Regions from separate parts of the Mus musculus genome. Here region 2 is linked to region 1. Evidence: chromatin contacts called from public Hi-C data. All regions are on one chromosome and are shown on one strand. Each heading gives the region's core, a stretch centred on a gene start, on an enhancer-like site or on the middle of the called end of the contact. The rest is flanking DNA. Distances are from core to core; before and after follow the strand shown. Region 1 has its middle 21 kb from the start of AU020206. Region 2 overlaps Gm51489 (a long non-coding RNA gene).

Region 1 (2,594 bases), core at 70-2,569:
GATTACTCCTGCCTTTCTCTGGCCAGGGAAGCTGTGGGACTGGTTTTGGCCCCTGAGCTAAGAATGAAATGTGTGTCCTTCCAGGGCAGACTCTTAATCAGCAGTGCCATGGACGGGTTTTCCCTCTGACCCAGTGACTGGTGGCATGGTGACAGTTCTTTGGGTCTCTGGGAGTGACCCAAAAGTGGTGTCAGTAAGATGAAGCTTACCACAAGTGTGTGTTTCTGCCAAGACACTACCATCTGAGGGGCGTTGGCTGCTGCAGTGTATCCTCACAGGTCCTGACCAAAACAGGTTGTACTTGGGTCTCAGGATTAAGACTTGTACATGAAATGCCCAGGAATGGTGGCACTGGGGGTGGGGAGTGGAGAGAAAGCCAGTGTTAGATCTTCCTTCCACAGTTACTTTTCCCTGTGTGTGTGTGTGGGCCAGCACCTGAAGGAGAGGGTGGAGCAGCAGGAGGGACGGTGGGCGGGGCAAGGGGAGCAAAGGACGAGGCCACTCGTGAAGAATTAGCAATGAACCTGTTACGTTCTCATTTGTTTATTTTCAAAGATTTATTTCCTTATTTTATGCTTATTGATTTCTCTGTATGCATGTACACCTCCATGCCAGAAGAGGGCATCCCATCCCAGTATAGATGGTTGTGATCCACCATGTGGTTGCTGGGAACTGAACTCAGGACCTCTGGAAGAGCAGACATTGCTCTTAGCCACTGAGCCATCTCTCTACACCCTCTTCATTTTTTCTTTCTTTCCTTTTTTTTCCTTCTTTTTTTTTCTTGAGACAGAGTTCCTCTGTGTATCAGAGCCCTTGCCTTTCCCGCACTCAGTTTGTAGACCAGGATGGCCTCGAACTCACAGACCTCCACCTCCCTCAGTGTCTAGTGTTGGAATTAAAGGTGTGTACCACCGTGCCCGGTCTTTCTTTAAAAATTTGTAAGCACAGCATGGCTCGGTCACTTGGCACTGACCCGTTGGCCCCTTTCTGACCAGGACTCCCTGCTGGGTCCTTTGTAATATTGCTTTATCCTTGCTTGGATTTCAGAGACCTTAAGCTTTTTTCTCCTGCCATGTTCTGTCCCCGAGAAGGCAGAGCTGCTGTCCTGGGAAAGACTGGGCGAAGTCCATGTTCTGAACTGTTCCAGGATTTCCCTTCTATAGTGGAGAAAGTACCAGTCTTGATGGTGTCCATCTGTGTGTGAAACTCCCAGTTCCCACTATTGTCAGCCTGAAACTTGGTTATCAATTATGGAGGCTAATGTGGGGTTGTCAGGTGCTGAGTGCATAGGGTTGGGGTAGAGCTGGGTGTGGTTTCACATGCCTGTTATCTCAGTAGCTACAGGCTGAGGATTGCATGTTTGAGGCTTGCCTGAGCTGCACAGTGAAGCCCTGTGTGGAAAAAACAAAGTCTGTGCTCTTTTGCCCATTCTAAGGCATTTCTTACTCCCTTCCTTCCTAACTTTGTGTGCAGGCAAGCTGGGGAGGTGAGCCGGTGTGGAGAACTCACTTGTGTCCTCACTGATCTATATGGGGTATGATGTCATGGGCATGCCCAGGAGAGGCTAGCACAGCACAGCTGATCTTGACGCAGTAGCAGATGGAAGCTAGGCTGTCCACCTGTTTGTGTTATAGGTCCTGGAAGTGCGAATGCCCTGCCCTGTGAGCTCAGGGATGAGTGTTAGCTTGCCTTGCTCCCCTTGCAGGCAGGAACGTTTGCTAACCTGAATTGGAAATCTGTGCATTACCAAGCCCTGCTTCTCCTTTCATTCTAGACCACAGCTGTGTCAGGCTGTGTGTGATGTGTGTGGTGCAGGCAGGGCAAGAGGTGTGAGCTCAGAGCCTTGAAGCTGAGAGAAGTGGCTTGTGCCTGTGGTTCAGTCTTCAGGGGCCACCACAGAAGATGCTGAAAGAGACCCTGTCTCAAGCAGTCTTTTCATAAGAATTTGCTCAGAGCTTACAGTGGTGGTTCATGCCTAGCCAGGCTGTGAGGGCAGTGTGGGCTTTCATCTTCTCTCTCTTTTTTATCCCACACACTGCATGGTTCCTCCTGCCTGGGCCAGAAGCTGACAGCTCCAGCCCCGGGCGGCAGCAGCTCAAGTTGTCCTTAACTCTAGGCAGGGAAATGAAGTTCTCCAGCGTCACCTGTGCTCTGGTGTCCAAAGCTGGCAGCGGCTCGTGTGGAGAGAAGCATCCAGAGGCATGGGTTGGCACCAGCAACCTATGACATTCGTGCAGAGCCTTGAGGCTGATTGCCAGGCCTGACAGTGGTGGACAGAGGAAGAGCCAGGGTCCCTTGGCACCAGAGCGCAGCCTTTGACTGTATGGCCTTTGTCTGTGGGAGATGGGAATGTTACTCCTGCAAGTGCTGGGGCTCCAGGATTCTACCAGCATGTCACTTTTCTTAGGGAGAAGAGGCCAGCACAGAGCTCACACCCAACACTGTGACTACCCTGACTACTCTTCCCTCATGCTGTCTCCCCCCCTCCAAGTTTTTTTTTTTTTTTTTTTTAACAACAAAATGACACACTTGACACCTGTCCAGAATATCAGTGTTGCCCAGACAGTAAAAGTTTCACAGCAGCAAGGGACATG
Region 2 (2,594 bases), core at 41-2,540, 67 kb before region 1:
CTCAAACTCAGAGATCCGCCTGCCTCTGCCTCCCAAGTGCTGAGATTAAAAATTTGAACCATGGGGCTCGAGAGATGGCTCAGCGGGTAAGAGCACCCGACTGCTGGTCCGGAGTTCAAATCCCAGCAACCACATGGTGGCTCACAACCATCCGTAACGAGATCTGACTCCCTCTTCTGGAGTGTTTGAAGACAGCTACAGTGTACTTACATATAATAAATAAATAAATCTTAAAAAAAAAAATGTTTGAGCCACCACTGCTCAAAAGAGTCATGTTATTCAGCTGCTTGCCCAGAGAAGTGACTTCCTCAGGTCTGTGTGTAGTGAGGGAAAGTGGCCAGAGGACGCTCTTTCTACTTATTGAAAATATTTTGCCAGCCAGTGGTGACGCACGCCTTTAATCCCAGGACTTGGGAGGCAAAGGCAGGAGGATTTCAGAGTTCAAGGCCAGCCTGGTGAGTTCCAGGACAACCAGGGCTACACAGAGAAACCCTGTCTTGAAAAAACAAAACAAAACAAAAAAAGGAAAACCATTTTTTTTAACAGTTTCTACTTCGAATCACTCTCCATTTTGTACCAAGCATTTCTGAGCCGGGCCTGACATCTTTCTAGCATGTCCTGGTGAACATCATGCTCTTTGTTGGGACTGTCCTTCACAGCTGTCTCTCTTCCAGGCTCCATACCTTGCAAAACACTGCCAAAATCTGAGTCTTAATTTCAGTGAAGAAACTACTTTAAATTATTAATTAACCAAACATTGTTCTCTGTGTGTGCATGATTCCCTCATGTGTGGGCACTCATCCCATGGTGTGCGTGCAGAGATGAGAGGAAACTCTGCGGGGGTTCTTGCTTGCTTGCTTGCTTGCTTGCTTGCTTGCTTGCTTGCTTGCTTGCTTTCCCTCTTTCTGTGAGTTCCAGGGATGGAGGCCCGTTCACTCAGCTTGCGAGGTGAGCACCTTTCCCCGTTGAGCCATTTTACCAGGCACTCTCTTCACTAAGGGCTCCATGGCTTACGGTTTCTCTTCATTCACTGCCCTCTGGCGGGGGAACAGGAAGTAGCAGCCTTTTACCATTTTGATCCTGGAGGGCACAAAGTCCATGAGAGAGCTGCTGAGATACTGCAGAACAGCGGGTGAGAACAGATACCATTTTCTCCTGCAGGCTGCTCTGGACCGTGCACGCATGGCCTCTCCTCTTGAATTTTGAGGTGCGGAGGATCCGAGTCATTTAGAAGTTACTTTAGGTTCTAAGACAAGTGGATTGGTTTGGTTTTGTTCATTTATTTTATGTATATGAGTACACTGTAACTATCTTCAGACACACCAGAAGAGGGCATCAGATCCCAGGACAGATGGTTGTGAGCCACCACGTGGTTGTTTGAAATTGAACTCAGGACCTCTGGAAGAGCAGCCAGTGCTCTTAACTGCTAAGGCATCTCTCCAGCCCTGCCCCCCCCCCCTTTGTTTTTAAATGTTACTAAGTATCATTGTGCATGAGTCACAAACATATGTAGAAGATAGAGGACAACTTGAGGGAACTGGTTCTCTCCTTCTACCAAGGGAATCCTGGCCTTGAACCTCAGCTTATCTGACTTGGTGGCAGGTGCCTTGACCTGCTGAGTCATCCTTGGCTTGCCTCTTCTTGTTCTTGTTGTTAGTATTCTATTTACTGGACCACACTAGGTTCTTGACTTGTAAGAGGATTAATGTTCAATTTTATTTTAATTTTGAAAATTGATAAGAATTTATGATTGCAAATTGGGACACGTTATTTGATTTTAAAGAGACACAGAGACACACACATACACCCATTTCTGCTCATGAAATCCAGTACTCTCCTGTCCCTGCATGGAGACAGAGCAGTTAGCACTACTTCCCCTCCACACAAACACACACACACACACACACACACACACACACACAAACACACCTTTTTCCCAGCATAGATGCCTCGGGCCCTTGGAGAGGGCCGACAAATGGGAGCACGGCCTGGTCCCCGAATATTACAATCCCTCTTTCATGACAGCACCCCCTTCCCTCCCGTGAGTAAAAATCAGCATTTCTGTGGTACAGATGGCTCCTGCCCTTGAAGGAAGCAGGAGCCAATATCCTTGAAGTGATAAAAAGCCCACTCTTGGACTATGAGAAAGAGGCAATTAAGTGTTCCCAGACAGCTGAGACCAGTTTGCAAAAATGCACCAGCCTCTGATAATGGAGTGAGTTTCTTTTTCCCAGGTCAGGAAGGCCCCTGTCCAGCTGCGCAGTCCACCCTGCTGTCTAAACAAATGTTATCAGGTTTGAAAGATAGCATTCCTTCACCGCCTCCCCAATCATGTCATGTAACACCAAAGCTTGATAATCCCAGCTTATGCATACATATATGTGTGTGTGTGTGTGTGTGTGTGTGTGTGTGTGTGTGTGTGTGTGTGTGTATGGTGTGTGTGTACGGTGTGTGTGTGTGTGTGTGTGTGTGTGTGTATGTTGTGTGTGTGTGTGTGTGTGTGTGTGTGTGTGTGTGTGTGTGTGTTTATCAAGCTTCTCAAGCCCCTAGACTGGATCATCACACTCCTAACCAGGAAAGGCTTGCAATCTGGG

What was found. Hi-C and Micro-C count contacts between places; a contact is called where the count stands out from the background.
Region 2: a Hi-C map of erythroblasts shows a contact between it and region 1, with 1.8 times the contacts expected there. The contact joins two enhancer-like sites. A contact is called at or near these places in 12 of 39 promoter capture datasets (the 3T3-L1 cell line, the C10 cell line, cranial neural crest and 7 more), 4 of 15 datasets of contacts at CTCF or cohesin (CD8 T cells, the G1E-ER4 cell line, large pre-B cells and 1 more), 28 of 484 Hi-C or Micro-C datasets (8-cell embryo, B cells, CD8 T cells and 18 more), 12 of 115 datasets of contacts at active chromatin or transcription factors (the 230-238 cell line, CD8 T cells, differentiating embryonic stem cells and 3 more) and 1 of 9 other capture datasets (embryonic stem cells).

Annotation. Positions count from the first base shown.
Region 1 is chr7:75,759,851-75,762,444 of GRCm38.p6, reverse strand. No RefSeq gene overlaps it. Among named protein-coding and RNA genes, the nearest start is that of AU020206, 21 kb to the left of the region's middle. Within about 2 kb of position 1,319, at least 28 of the 459 cell types and tissues checked have an H3K27ac peak or open chromatin away from gene starts, as enhancers often do. A contact at or near this core is called in CD8 T cells, the G1E-ER4 cell line and erythroblasts, where this site is marked.
Region 2 is chr7:75,826,542-75,829,135 of GRCm38.p6, reverse strand. The region is part of intron 1 of Gm51489 (a long non-coding RNA gene); the gene reads right to left. Among named protein-coding and RNA genes, the nearest start is that of Gm51489, 5.3 kb to the right of the region's middle. Within about 2 kb of position 1,290, at least 39 of the 459 cell types and tissues checked have an H3K27ac peak or open chromatin away from gene starts, as enhancers often do. A contact at or near this core is called in CD8 T cells, the G1E-ER4 cell line and erythroblasts, where this site is marked.